2 separate regions of the Rattus norvegicus genome follow, and region 2 is linked to region 1. A link is a contact called in public Hi-C data. All regions are on one chromosome and are shown on one strand. Each heading gives the region's core, a stretch centred on a gene start, on an enhancer-like site or on the middle of the called end of the contact. The rest is flanking DNA. Distances are from core to core; before and after follow the strand shown. Region 1 holds the start of Cmip (c-Maf-inducing protein). Region 2 overlaps Cmip (c-Maf-inducing protein).

What was found. A called contact is a pair of places that touch in the nucleus more often than the background predicts.
Region 2: a Hi-C map of mammary epithelial cells shows a contact between it and region 1, with 2.3 times the contacts expected there. The contact joins the enhancer-like site here to the promoter of Cmip in region 1. A contact is called at or near these places in 3 of 12 Hi-C or Micro-C datasets (the A7r5 cell line, liver and mammary epithelial cells).

Annotation. Positions count from the first base shown.
Region 1 is chr19:62,209,137-62,216,731 of GRCr8, forward strand. Cmip (c-Maf-inducing protein) reads left to right here and starts at 4,266. Exons shown (of 21, transcript NM_001163273.1): 1 at 4,266-4,565. The coding sequence starts at 4,266.
Region 2 is chr19:62,329,223-62,336,817 of GRCr8, forward strand. All of the region lies in intron 1 of Cmip (c-Maf-inducing protein), which reads left to right. Among named protein-coding and RNA genes, the nearest start is that of Lsm7l1, 110 kb to the left of the region's middle. Within about 2 kb of position 3,654, at least 22 of the 93 cell types and tissues checked have an H3K27ac peak or open chromatin away from gene starts, as enhancers often do. A contact at or near this core is called in the A7r5 cell line, where this site is marked.

The DNA of each region.
Region 1 (7,595 bases), core at 3,016-5,515:
CACGCATAGCTGATGTGGTGCTGGAGACGGGACCCAGGGTCTCCTCGTGTAAACCAGGGAAACACTGAGCTATAGCCCCAGTATTCAATTTTAGGTTTGAATCCTGGCTGGCCCTCTCCAGTTCATCAACTGACTCACTGTGAGCCCTAACTTCCTCTCTCTAAAGATGACTGCTTTCTGGGCTGACTGGGAGAACAAACCAACCGAAACCAACAGGATGTCTAAATACAGGACCTGCTGCTGGGCACCGGTTTGCTGCTGTCTTGACGTTTCTGCTTAATGTTTAAGGTATCAACCCAGTGACTACACTGAGCCTGTCTGGGCTAAATTCAGCTTAGTCACCTTTCTGTTGGAGCACAGAATCAGTAGAGGAAGTCTTCAGCTGTCCCAGACACAAAGAGCAGTTCTGTTTACACAGACGAACCCACCCGGTGATTTGGAGTTGGACCATCTTGCCTTCCCACCAGAGTGCCCTTGACAGATTCTTTGCTGGGCTCCTCCCGGCCAGGTTATGTGGCTGCTACCCTCAGCCACATCATGCTATAGCCGCTGACCTTGTGAAAACGCCACATGCAATTCACTCTGCTCTGTGCCTACTCCATGAGGTCACTCTCCACTACTCCAGTTTCCGGGCTTGCATTTCAGGGGACTGGCCACACACCTCATAGGCTTCTGCCCACTGCCTCTGCCTTTTTTTTTTTTTCTTTTGGAGCTGGGGACCGAACCCAGGGCCTTGTGCTTGCTAGGCAAGCGTTCTACCACTGAGCTAAATCCCCAACTCCTGCCTCTGCCTTTTTTTAAGAAAATGTATTATTTTCAATGATGTGTGTGTGTGTGTGTGTGTGTGTGTACTGTGCATTTGAGTGCAGGCACTCTTTGAGTCCAGTAGAGGGCTGTGGCTTTCCCAAAGCTGGAGTGACAGATGGGTGGTTTTTTTTTTTTTTTTTTTTTTTTTTTTTTTTTTTTTTTTCTTTTTTTCGGAGCTGGGGACTGAACCCCAGATGGGTGGTTTTGAGCTGCCTTATGTGGGTTCAGGAACCAAACTCTGCAAAACCAGAAAGTATTCTTTTTGTTTGTTTTGTTCGTTTTTTTTTTTTTTTTTTTTCGAAACGGGGTTTCTCTGTGTAGCCTTGGCTGTCCTGGAACTCGCTCTGTACAGCAGGCTAGCCTTGAACTCACACAGATCCGCTTGCTTCTGCCTCCCGATGGTTGGGAATAAAGATGTGTAGCATCACCGCTTTGCCAGAAACCATTCTCGACTACTGAGTACCTCTTGAGTCTCTTCATCCGACTTCTAAAGCTCTCTTGGAGCAGGGACACATGCCCCAGTGTCGTACTTACTCTATTTACCTGGGTTAGCTGCTCCTCTTTTATCCAGCCCCAAGCACAATGTGGTCACTGTCTGATGTTTGCAGGGCTCCTGGGCTCTGAGCCCATCCTGACTTAGCTGAGGGCCTCGACAGGCCTTTCAATCACTCCGTGTCCTTATCTGCAGGAATGCATGCTGAGAGTATCCTCGCAGATCTCAGGAGGTTAGGGGCCACTGTGACCGACAATAACACCTACTAATAACCCATTACCTGGCTTAGGCTCACAGATAGCAAGAACTCAAAAGAGGCTTGCATGGACCTAACCCCACCTCTAAAACGGCTGGCGGGTGGTTCTTGATCACCACTGCCCATGTTCATATCAGGGGTTTGGGGCTAGGGTTTGCTCTTATTGGTCAATGGTTTCTACAAGCCTGTTGAAGTTTGACACTTGAATAAAATGCCCGACTAATAGTATCACCCTTGGGGCACAGGGAAAACTTTCGCCTATCTCCAGCACAGACAGATTGGGAGTTTTTTTAGAAGACATGTAGCCCACAGAGAAACCTTGTCTCCATAAATAAAACAGGAAGATAGAATACATAGCTTAGGTTGGCTTGTAACCCATGGTGCTCCAGCCTCAGCCTTCCTAAGTGCTGGGCTCACAAACTGGTGCTATTGGTGTTTTGCTTAGTGAGGGAGGCAGGCTGAGACCTGCTGCCTCCTTTTCCAAGCCCTTGATGGATGTTCTTAGTGTGCATTCAAGAGCCAGTGTGCTCAAACAGTTGCATCTCAGGGATTCTAAGAACTTTCTATGTCACTCACTATATACTTGAACATAGGTCAAACACACTTGTATTCATTACTGGGGCATTTGCTACACATAGGAGGCAGAGAGAGCGGCTGCGGCTCCTATGTGAGCATAGTACACTTGTGTGCATGTTCACGTGTGAATGCACGCGTGTGCATGCCTCAGCACTTGGGTAGGGGTCAAAGCACGATCTTGGGTGTTTTTGTTTCTCACCTTGTTTAACACAAGGTCTCTGTGTACCTCAAGCTAGCTGGCCCATGGTCTTATGGGGAATTTTTTCTTTTCTCTGCTCCCATTTTGCAGCAGGAGCGCCGGGATTATAGTCACACGCCACTGACCTAGTGTTTGTGAATTCTGGGGATTTGAACTTGTGTCTTCATACTCTGCACAGCAAACAATTTTACCATCTTCAGAGCCCGGCTGCAGGTGTTAGAGGTTTGACTTGGGGAAGACTAGAGATGAAGCAGAGCCCCTCCCCAGCAGTGCCAGAAAGGGGCTTTTAAAAAACTGTCTCCAAGCTGTCACGCTGGCCCATTTGATGTGAGTCTCTCCTAGATAGGCATGGGAACTCAAGGCCAGGGTTGACCAGGTTTAGTCTGATACTCTGGAGTGGCCTGTGGTGTGGGGGGAACCTAAGGCAGCTGGATCACTCAGGGGGAGAGTTGTCACCTGAGGTCCCAGGAGTGGCTCTCCTCAGGATACTGAGGGTTTGTGTCTCCCAGAACAGCCCCCGCAAAAGCAAAGTCCGGGAAGTGTCAAAGACCAGAGGAGAGGCCTTCAGTGAGGCTATTTCAGAAGAGGGGGGGGGGGATCTTTTCTTAAAAATTTATTAAGATTTTTTTTTTTAAAACATATACTACAAGTTGGCTTTGAACGCCCAGTCAAAGATGACCTTGAATTCAAGTCTGCTTGTCTCTACTTCCTTAGTGCTTGTGGGGTTAGGGAGTGATGTAGTTACGACTCAGGAACCAATCTAGGGTTTTGTGCATGCCAGACACTCTGACAACTGGAGATACACACCAGTCCTATTTATTTATATTTTTACTTATTTCGTTTTTAAAAACAGGGTCTTCTGTCTTGACTGGCCTGAAACTCACTGTGTAGCTCAAACTGGCCTCATGCTCACAGCAATCCTCCTGCTTCAGCCCCCTGAGTACTTACTGGGCTTTGTAGTGGTGAGCAACCATTAATAACTCTATGGGAGGAACAATTTCAATCTCAAGAAACTGTTTTACGGACCAATCTGGCCAACCTTGAGGAAGCAGCTTGGGTTGGAGAGGCGGTGTCTGGGGTGCAGCGGGCAGAACCCCAGCTTTCAGCCCAGCCTTGTACTAGGAAGGGGAAGTGACAGTCGGCATCCTCTTGGTCATGGACAGACTTTATTTCCCAAGCCCGGCCCAGGATGGCGTGGTGGCTAGGGGCGCAGGGCTAGGGTTCAGCTGTGCACCCTCGGGGGCGCGGCCCGCGTGACGTCCCCTCGAACACTACCCACATTCCGGGGCGCGGCGCGGGGACTGTCGGCGCTTGCCCAACCCCGGCCCCCTCCCCAGAGGCTGCCCCTCCCGTCGGGCCGCGCCCGCCTCCACCAAGTCCCCGCCCGGGGCCCGGCCCATCCCCGACTCCGCCCGCCCCGGGCAGGCCGAAGCCGCTGTTGCCGCCATTGACGTCAGAGGGCGGGCACATGACCCCGCGGGGACCAATCGCGCGCGCCAGCCTCCCGCAATCTCCCCGGCAGCCGGCGCGGCCCCCGCCCGCAGCACACACTCGCGGACGGACGCGGACACACGCACCGCACAGCGCGCCCGCGCGAGGCCGAGACACGCCCGCGCCCGCCGTCCCCGGCGCCGCCCCCGCCCCCCCGAGGACCCGATCCTCTCTGCGCCCCGCGATCGCCCGCCGCCCTCGCCGCAGTCGCTAACCCCGTTCGCGCCGGCATGCGCCCCAGCAGCTAGAAGGAAGCAGCCCAGGAAGCGCCCCGCGCGCACCCGCCCGCCCCCGCGCGCTCCCGTCCGTCCCCGCGGGGCGCCCCCAGCCCACGCCCCCCCACCTTCCCGGCGGTGGGGGGGTGCGGGCCCTCCGCGGGGGCCACGCCGGCCCGGCCCCACGCCAGCCGCGATCGCGCGCGCGGCCCCCGCCCCGGCGCGGCCATGGATGTGACGAGCAGCTCGGGCGGCGGCGACCCCCGGCAGATCGAGGAGACCAAGCCGCTGCTAGGGAGCGACGTGTCGGCCCCCGAGGGCACCAAGGTGATGGGCGCCGTGCCTTGCCGCCGGGCCCTGCTGCTTTGCAACGGGATGAGGTACAAGCTGCTGCAGGAGGGCGACATTCAAGTCTGTGTCATCCGGCACCCTCGGACCTTTCTCAGCAAGATCCTCACCTCCAAATTCCTGAGGCGTTGGGAGCCGCACCACCTAACGCTGGCCGACAACAGCTTGGCATCCGCCACGGTGAGTGGCCCTGCGTGGCCGTAGGGCTCCCCAAGCTGGGGTCCCCCGGGACCGAGGCGCCCTGCTGGTTGTCCCCGAGAGCGCGCCCCCCTAGTCCCGGCCTGCGCCCGGACCTGGGCTGGAACATCTAGACTTGATCCTCCAAGGCAGGCTATGGGAGTCCTCCTTCGTGTCCTGGACACTTAGCCCACCCGGGCTGAGTGCTTGGGGACTTTTGCCTAAGCGCCTGCGTTTCCGATGGCTGGGACCCTGGTGAACCCTAGACTGGGCCTTGAGGATAGTGGTGTGTTGTTCCTTTTCTGAACTCGTTGCCCATCTGGATCTGTGCTACAGGAGAAAACAAAACGCAACCCTCTCCTCCATAAAAAACCGTAAACTCCCCCCTGCCCCCCAGCGCCAACAATATCCAGAAAGCAACTCCTGCGCTTGCTTTAGCCTGCCTTTCTTTTTTTCTGCCGGGCCTGGAAAGGCAAAACCGGGTGCCTGCCCTTTCTAAAAATCTCCTTCGCAGGTTAGGAGGTTGGAGGGTGGGGGGAAGGGGGGTCTAGGTCCTGGACCCGCTCAGACCCTGGGATAGTCAAGTTCTCTGGGTAGAAGAAGCTGGGCTGCCCAGCCTGCCCTTGCGTTGTCTGTGGAGCGTGTGTAAGCATGTTTTGTGGCTGCGTCCTGTTTTGTTACAGTTCTTTTTTTTTTTTTTTTTGCTGTGTGGCCAGGGCCAGGTCAGCTGGATGAGATGGAGAAAGGAGGGTCTTACTAGTTGCTTTCGGAAATCGAATCTGCAAATGGTGGCCTTCTTCCTCCTGGGGACAGACAGCTGTGGTGGGGTCGAGGAGGGGGAGTGGGGGCGGTGGGCAGGGCCTAAACAGGATGCTTTGTGTTTTCCAACAAGGGCAGTTTCAAATACAGGCTCTGGCTGGGCCTTAGCCTGGCGCTTGGGGACCTATCTTTGTTGGGGCCCCCCTTCTTGTCTAGAACGCGCCGTACCCCCCATGGTAGGCTCCGTGGTGTTTACTAAACATCATGGGAGAGGGCAGAATGCACCGCTGTGCTCACACCTGTGCCAAGAAAGCCCAGCCAGGAAACAGGGTGTTGCTTACATGCATGCCACAAATGTGTAGCGTGTGTAGACACTGCTCGGCATCCGTGTTCCCTTGGTGGTGTGTCACGGACTGTGACACATGCTCCTAGGAATGGGGAGGGGGGAAAAAGTTAGCCTAGACACCCTACTCCTCGAGTCTACTTCCCCTACCCCTTTGTGCTACAGGAAGACGTTTATTCTGAATTTTGGCTCTGATGTACTCAAAGCACCTATTTTTTTTCTAGGCTGTGGGCATGTTGGTGCAGTAACTGCAGACTTTGTCCCCAGGAGGATTGAGGGTTGCCGGGAGGCGGCCGGGTCTTCTCCCAGACTGTTGTGTGTTCTTAAACCTGCCTTGAGTCATAGGCCTCGGCCTTGATCTCCATTTGATTGGCCAGTACCGAGGGTTTCAGGTCTCAGAGGTGCCCGGTAACCTTCCCTGGGCTTTGGAGACCCTGAGTTTGGCATTCGCATTAGTACCTGGCTGAGTTGGGGGGTGGGGGAGTGTCCTTTTAGGCTCTGTTCTTTTTCCTACCATCCCTCAAAATGTCAAGGGGTTGTCAGCAAAGCACAGTAGTTGTGAGGGACGGACAGTGACCCGCTATAGAAAGGAGAGGACATTCCTTGACCCTCTGGGGCACAATCACTGTGTGGCTAGCTGATCTTGGGCCTCTGGAGGTCCCCTAGTTTCCCTCAAGAGGTCTGTCTGTTGGGAGAGAGCAGAAAGGAATCAGCCCAGGGAGTCTCAAGCAGCTGGAACCCCTTGCCCATCCATGCCGGCTGAGGTGTGTGTGGGATACCTCGGAGGAACACCTGAGTCCCGTGTGTGGCCCCGGGTTATCTGAGGTGCAAGTCTGGTCTTGGTGGAGCCTTGTTGTGTATTAGAAAATAAGGGAAAAGGAACTGGAAACCAGGCCGGTGTAATCCTCCGGCCTTTCTCCTTCCTCACCTGGCATGAGGGAATTCCGTCAGTGTAACTCGTGCTTTGTGGGGGTGTCTGGCGGGGGAGGGGGGCTCCAGTGGAGGCCTCTAGTGGAGGTGTGGGGCTCCCCCAACCCCCAGGGGCTTTGTGGATGGAGGTGTGGCCACCAGGGCCTCTAGGGTCTGGAGCAGTGGCCTCCAGGCCAGAGGTGGGGTTGGGGTTTGCTGCTGGGATCTTGTCCCATGTCGAGATATTTGCTTTGTGTCCACTCCCTGGGAAGTGGAGGAGCCTCCTTGGGGTTCCCTTAGGCCTGGGCATTATGTAACCTGTCTGCATTTTATAGTGCGGCCCAACCACTGTATTGAGAAATATTTGCTCAAATGAAACAAAGGTGAATTTGAGTGCAGTTCATTCCCAGAAAACCATCTGTAGCCCCTGGCCCAGTCTTGAGTTGCCCATGTAGAAGTGTGTCTCACAGAGGGGTGAGGTGTACGTTGCCTATAAGAAGCTCATTTTAGAATTGCCCGGGGGTTATCCAGTTAATGGGGTGAACTTCAGGATCAGGACCCAGAGTGACTGGTCTGGATTTAAATCTGTCAACAAACAATCCACTCCTTTGCCCAAACCATCCACTGAGTCAGCTGTCTACACCTGAATCGTGAGGGACAGAGAGGCTTCCTGGACCCCAGCTGACCTGTGCTGGGGTGTAAGCCAAGTTTCTGGGGTCCTTCAGACCCTTCTGCAATGGCTTTCCAGCTGGTGACACACTGAGTGTGGAAGTCTCTTGGTTCCCTGGGGACGGGAGACCTAAAAGGGAGTCTGATGTCACCAGACCTGACACCCCTCCCCTGACCTGGCTGTAAACTTTGCCCTCCGTGGGGTCAGGTCAGAGCTTGCCTTGTGCTGTCTACTGCTTCGGTTACTGATTAAACCCTTGCAGAAGCAAGGCCAGGTTTGATGGACGTAAGAGACTTTGGATCCTTTGGAACCAAAATGCTTGTCAACAAAGAGGTCTCCAGCATCTCTAGGG
Region 2 (7,595 bases), core at 2,404-4,903, 120 kb after region 1:
CCCTTCCCTAAGAACGTGAGTTCCTCTTTAACCTGCCTGCCCAGCTTCCTGCCTCTACCTGTCACCTTACTCATTTTCTCGCTCACATTTGTCACAGTTTTTGAATGTTCCACGTGCTTCGCATAGTTAACCTCTCTATCACCACCATTCTACAAGGAATCCCACCAGGGGCAGGCAGGGCTGTGGACCTTCACACACACACACACACACACACACACACAATCTGGAAACTGACGTTCCGAAAGACTGGTCTAGCCAGGCCCCAGCCAGCCAGGGTCAGGACTAAGGTGGCATGTTGGGTTTTTTTCTTTGCCTTGCAAGCGTGTGTTTGTTGCCTTTACCGTCTGAGCAGATGTGGAGGACGGCAGAGGATCATTGGCTGTCAGAATGTTGGCTTGCGGTGCTGCAGACATCTATGTGCGGGGAGGTGACCGGCAGTTCCTGTGTTTTGAAAGCAACAGAGACAGCCGTGAACACCCGTGTTCTTGGCCGTTCTGCATGTGCTTCATGTGGGCTCTGTGTAAACTGGTCCTGGCACGCACACGGGGAAAACACAGTGAGGCTGAGAGCCCCTGCTCTAGCCACGTTCCATGTCTATCCAGAGTAGTAGAGCAGCTTGATAAAAATCAGGAAAAGGGTGCATCTTTTCCAGTCATCAAAACTTGCCCAGGGCCTTCCTTCTGTTTACGTAAAATTCCAGCAAGGAGCCAGAGAGATGACTCAGTGGGCAGTTTTTGTTGGAGGATCCAAGTTCAGTCCCCAGCACCCATGTAAAAAGCTAGAGGGGGAGGGAGAGACTCTGTGGCTCACTGGCCAACCAGCCTAGCCTACCTCCTAGGTGACCAAGGAGAGACCCTGTCTCAGAAAGCAAGGTGGGTAGCTGGCTCCTGAAGAGGAAGGTGGAGCTGTCCTGTGGCAGCCACACATAACCACACACAGGTACCTGCCGTCCACACACACTCAAAATTTCAAAGTGAAAAAGTCAGTTTGGCCGTGATGACATGGGTGACTAGAGGCTGGCTTTTGCCCTGGGTCTCTTCCTTGTGAATTGCTCTCAAGTGAGGGCAAGCTATGAGCCTTGAGGCTTTTCATATGCACAGTGCTTGTCAGCTCTGTCCTCAGGCTGAACTGAGGGGCTGCAGTACTGCTGGGCCCCAGCTGAACCCTGGAGTCCCCACACCTCCCAGAGCCTCCAGGTCTAGACTGTCATCGGGCTGTCATCCGTATCCTCCCCTACCCCCACCCTATTTTCTAGCAGGCTGTCTTGCTGGAAGGCTTTGCTCCACCCCCATCCCTTCTGTGATGACGTGGGGCCTGTGAACAGGCTACGAGGTCTGGCACGCTGAGGAGAGTAAGGGATGTGGACCTGCCGCTGGAGTTCCAGGTCGCACATCTGTGTCATCTGAGCATCCCTGTTTTTCCAAAGGGACGGGGATGGCTGTAGGAGAAATCTCCTATGCCTTAGAGGCTGAGCCTTATGGCTTCCTTTAAGAACCAATGGGCCTGGGGACTTTCCCCCAAATTTGTCCTCTGGGAAATTTCTGCAGAACTTGTGTGGTGCTTCTACGGAACTTCAGGTTACAGCCAAGGGCAGCGGTTAGACATTCTTAGAAAGGGTGGTGCTGGAGACAAGGCTGAAATTCTCAGCACCTCTCAGCAGGACCCTGCGCGGGTGGATGTCACAGACAGCAGCTTTATTCGTGCAGCCCCCTTCCCCGAAACTCTTGTGCCCGCCACTGGGACAATCCACTTAAAGGAGAAAGGGTTCGTTTGTGTGTTTGTGGACTTCAGTTCATGGTCACGCAGCCGTGTTGCTTCTGGCCTTGGATGAGGCTGAACAGTGCAATAGCATCTGGAAAAGCAAATCTGCTCACTTTGTGGTGGCTAGCAAGCACGGTGACAAGGGACAAGAGCACACCCCCAGTGCCCTCGAACTTTCTTCTTACAGGCTCTCTTGCCAGTGTGTAACAGTGTATAGGTCCTCCTGGTCCTGCTGTGGAGGAACGGTTCAAGGTCAGGGTCTCCCCCAAGTTTGTGAAAGTCCAGAGCAGGGTTCTGTGTTCCTGTACCGTTGAGAGCTCACTTTGCTGTGCATAATGTATGCCCTGGACCCCAAACCTTCTTCCTTTTCTTCTTTCTGAAGAGGATCCAGTGGGACCTCCCCCAGGGTCCCTTGGAATGGTGGTACCTGTAGGCAGTTCCAGTCCCACCTGCCTGGCTGTTAACTGTTTTTAGACAAGTCCGAGGATTCTGGGTAGAATGGAGCTGACATGGGGAAAATCTTTGAGTCACTCATCAACTGCTTCAGTGGCAAAGGCACGTGTTGGGACAGATGCCAGGCCCGGGGACCAAATTCCCACCTTTCCCATGCTCGCAGAGAAGACAGGGCTTGGAAGGGTCGGGATACGGAAATAGCCAGTCTTGGCTGTGTTACTAAACTTCTTGAGGCATTTAGCCATAAAAGGGGGCAGCTGCCAGGGCTGGCTTCCTGATTGATGAGCCCTCTGTATGCCTCCTTACTGTCTTCATGCAGCCCTGGGATGGCCCTGCTGCAGGGTCTTTTTCTTTTTAAGAGAAGGGTCCAGCTGTAGTGCAGCTGTTGTTACAGGTGGGCAGGGACCCCCACAGCTGTGCATCAGTGGGAGGCCAGACCCTCGAACCTGCTGGCCTTAGCCCCATTCTACATGATGCACACCACCCTGGAGTTGATAAACGGACCAGGACCGTCCAGGTCTCTATGTTGGTGGTTGCAAGAGATTGGATCATGGTGGGAAGCAGGCAGCCTGTGACCTGTCATGGCCTCTCTCTCCATTTCCTCCGAGTGACCACAGCTGCCTTGCTTGCCGTGGTACTGCAGTGTGGTTGAGTGAAGTCCAGCGCTCAGCTGGGGCTAGAGTGGTCACGGGTTGCGGGGAGGATGGCTATGCTTAGTGAGGGTGGGGCTTGTGGTGGGTGGGATTTGGTGGGGTGGGTAGGGCTTTGGACATAAGGCCTGAGAGAGTGGGATCCGACGGGTGGAGTCTGTGTTTGTGATGTAGGTATCTTCCTGTCACCCCATGGGAAAGGCAATAGGACAAAGGCTTTTTCACAGTAATGGGAGGATAAAAGGTCCAAGTGGTAGACCATGTAGTTGGTCCACACAGGGGGGCGTATCCAGCCACAAACAGGGGTAAGGCAGGGCCTCAGCTCTGAGCCTGTGTAGCAGTGTTCTCAATAAACAGATTCACACAGGCAGAGTCTAATGGGCAGGTGATGGTGGTTTTCTGTCAGGTGTTGGCTTCTTGGCGTGATGGGTGTCTCCTGCATCGCAGAGGGATCTTTACGAGTCCCTGGCAGTCCAGCCATCGGGAACACAGATGCCATACTGTCTGTCCTTGACCTTCTCAGTGTGCCCTGGCCACCTGCGCTGGAAGGGGCTTCCTGCCATGCCATGTGGCGTCCTCCTGTAGACCAGAGCAGGGCCTCCTGACTGCCTTGCCACCGTGATGGCACCAAAGGACCCTGCCTTGCGTTTCGGCTTCCCTGGAGGGGATGACTCAAGTCCCACTCAGCCGGCTGCCAGAGTGACAGCCAGCCTGCTGCTTACAACCCCGGGCCAGCATGAGGCTTCTGCAGCACTCAGCGGCTCCAGTCTGGAGTGGTTGATAGAGGGACTTTCCAGCCAGATAGCTTTTCCTTTTGGGGTGTGGGAGCCCCCCCATCCCACTGGAACGCATGTCTTGAGTCAGCCTGGAGCCTCGTCCTGGGGGGCTGAAGACTCATGAGTCATGTGCTCATCACCATGGAAACCAGGGATAGGCTGGGATGGCGGAGCTGATCTCTGAAAGACAGGATGGCGAAGGCTGCCAGATGAGCACCCCTCTGGATGAGAAGCCCGAGAGAGCAGATAATTAATATAAGCATTAGCTCGGGAGGTCTTGGGGTTCGGGGAGGGGAACACTGGTGAGGGACCCTCCAGCAACCTGCTCTGTCTCCTGTTCAGGCCTTGGATGCTTTCAAGCCAGACTTATCCCAGAATCCTCTGTTTTCTGGAAAACGCAGGCCCTCTTACACTAGCCCATAATAGTCCCATAGCAGAACACTGCGGCAGCTCAGAGATTTGTCCCCACCTCTCACAAGAAGGCAGTGTCCCCAATGCACAACTCGCAGTGTCCCAGAAGGCTGCACCCCAAGAGCCAGGACCCTGGGTGGTGGACGTCGGTGCCCTCAGCACCCAGCACATGCTGACTCAACATGGCGCTCAGTTCAGAAACTCTAGCGACAAGCCCACCTTGTTAGAGTGTGGCCAGAGAGTAGCGCCCAGCGGAGAAAGCAGTAGGTCCCTCATTCCTGGCCAGGGCTCCCAGGACTCCTTAATATCTCTCTAATGAGAGTAATTTGGCAACAGCAGAAAACATGCTCTAACCCTTTGTCCCAGTAATTCCATTTCTGGGAATCTGGCCTAAAGAAATAAACCTAAATATAGGCTAGAAAAACAGGCTTCACAAGGATGTTCACTTCAGAGTTGCTTATCACTCATGCAAAGCAGGACGGCCGCTCAGTCAACGACAGAGAGGGCAGGCGCAGAGGGAGACTCGGAGTGGATGCTCCTAGGTGTATAGCACAGGCAGATTCTTTGATTTGGGACTCAGCAAAAAATTTTGTTTAGGGCCAGCGAGATGACTCACTGGGTAAAGGCGGCAAGCTTGCTGTAAAGGCTCGATGACCCGAGCGTGATCCCTGGGTGGAAGGAGAGAACTGACTCCCACAAGTTGATTGCCACATATAAACCGTCTGTGTGTGTCTGTGTGTGTGTGTGTGTGTGTGTGTGTGTGTGTGTGTGTGTGTACACGCATGCATACAGGCACGTGCACATTAGAGAGTAATACAAGTTATGGTTAAGAAGTCAGGAGAGCCTGGTTTAGTGGGTAAGAGACCTCGTTTTACAGAAGGACACGGGTTTGAATCCCCAACATTCGTGTCAAGGCCAGGCATGACTACACATACCTGTGACTCCAGTGTCTCAGGAGACAGGTTGAGCCCCATAGGGCAGAAGCCGAATCAGTCTAGACAAAAGCAGGCCAGCTGCAGGTTGAGTAAGACCCTGACTCAAGGGGGTAAGCAGAAAGTGATAACTTTATCACGGGGCACCCGATGTCCTCTGGCCTCTGTGTACCTGTGCGTGGCGCATGTGCACAGCACACACACACACACACACACAGATGCAGAGTTACAGACATTAAAAATTAAAACGAAAGAAAAAAATACTTTGACGTATTAATGAATGTGTGTGGAGAGAGAGAGAGAGAGAGAGAGAGAGAGAGAGAGAGAGAGAGAGAGAGAGAACGAGAACGGGAGGGAAGGATGGGTGGGGAACTGAATATAGGTTCTCAAACATGCTGACCAAGCACTCTAACACATGGCGGTATCCCTCGCCCTCTTAACATTTTATATCGTGGCCATCTCACCTGCCTAGGCTGGCTTTGAACTCACTCTGTAGCCCTGGCGGGTCCTGAATTGGTGATCTTACCTCAGCCCCCTGGGTTTATGGGCTTGGACCTTCAGGCTGGGTTCCCGAGTGATCCTGATTTAATTTTACCCGAATGCTTAAACTCTGTCCCTCACCTTCCCACGCTGCATTTGTTAGTCAAGTGTGAGTTGTCATTTACATATAGTGACATCCACCCATGAGCGTGCAGCTCCAGGAGAGCCGATGGATGGTACCACCAGGAGGAGCAGGCATTTGGGGTGAGCCGGTTCCAGATCACCCCAGCAAATATGCCCCGCCTTCCTTCCATCAGCCCAGTCCACCCCTGCAGCCCCGAGCTTCCCGTCTGATTCCACCAGGGCACCCTGGAACCTTGCTCGCGCTGTGAGCCTGATTCTTAGTTGTGCCCGAGAGCTGCGTTTCCCATTTTCCCTTGGGAAGTCTCAGTTGTCCTACTTTCTGATTCCCCTCTTGTCTGCTGGTGACTCTGGCTCCTGTGTCATCATTGCTGTGGGTAGCATGGTCTCAGTGGGTGTGACACATCTGTCCGCACATGTCATCGAGCTTCCTGTCCCCGTGAGGACCCTCTGGGAGCAGAGGCAGCAATGTAGCTTAGCCTGCGGTGACCACAGAGGAACCTCGTATGTAGAGGAGAGCAGGGAAGATGAGAACAGTATCCTTTGAGCCACACCGCTTTGCCCATCTGTAGTTTTCCACACTAGTGTGCCAAGGTGGCCCTGACCCGAGGACCCAATACTTCTGTGCTACTGCTGTGATCCAGGCCCTGGTCGGTCATCTTAATTTCCCATTGGCCCCGTTGTGTCCCCAGATCCCATAGCAGAATCGCTCATCCTGGGCCCCTAAAACCTCTTCAGCTGGGCTCAGACATTTCTCGTCCTCCATGAGTGCTGGATACCCCTTTGGTTTTGGACACACAGACTGGTTAGCCCAGGCTGGCCTCACGCACTCAGCCCTCGTGCCTCCAATGGCAGGTGAACCTCAGGATGTCTGGCTTGGGCACATGTCTTGAGGAATATTTTGTTTTCACTCGGGTTTTGGAGTTTGGGGAAGAGGGAAGAGGACGCTGGAGATAAACTATATCTTCAGTATTGTTCCAGATGCTGAGCTAAGTAAGCCCTTGGCGAATTAGATCCCCTGGAATATTCTCCGCAGTTCTGTTTTATGAAATTACTCTCAGAGGAACCAGGTTCAGAGAGGTGCTGTAACTGACTTAATGACACACAGCAAGGGGTTCAAACATAGGTCTTTAATGGCTCTGAAGACTACTTTGGGCCAGGTGCTGAGTCAGACAGTGGAAAAGCGATCAATCTGGCTTTTAAAAACAACGCACACCTATTTATACCCAGCCCTTTCCCAGAAAGCCTTGCTCACAGCTTCAGCCACAGGCTGCTTGTGGACGACCAGGCCAGGTTGTACAATGGAGGTGGCCTGCAGCAACCTCCACGTACCGGGTGGTTTGCACAGGTGGACACCGTGCTCTGCGGGTCCTGCTGGAGAGCAGTGCACTGGTCGGAAGGGCTTGTGGCCAGCCACCTCCCACCAACCCTGTCCTCCTGGCTCTGTTCTCGGTGGCTTCGGCTTCGGTGATGCTGCTGGAATTTCCTGCAGCACCTTCCCCCTTGCGGGGTGTGATCCTTACACCCGGAAGTGCTACCTGCTACTTGAGCTGCGCCTGATTGACCTCTCCCCTCAGCCCTCTCTCTCTCTCTCTCTCTCTCTCTCTCTCTCTCTCTCTCTCTCTCTCTCTCTCGCTGTTCCCCAGGCCTTTGCATGCAGGCCTTGGGTTCATGCTGTGGCCCCTGTCACTGTGACTTGATTGCGTTCGATACTCGCTCTTTCTCTCCACCCCATCCCCCATGATTACTCTTTTTGCGGGGATGGTCTGTTTGTTGTCTCTTCAACCACACTGGACTCTAGTTTTATGCAATACCCACCACAACTCCTAGAATATACTAGAAGCTCAGTGGATATCTGTTGAACCAACCTAAGTTGGTCATTCACTTAACTTAAGGCTGATGACCACCCGCACCAGGGGGGCCGAGGCAGTTTAGCCATCAGCTCTCCCCACCGCCACTACGGGTCGGTTGGAAAAGAAGAAAACGATCAG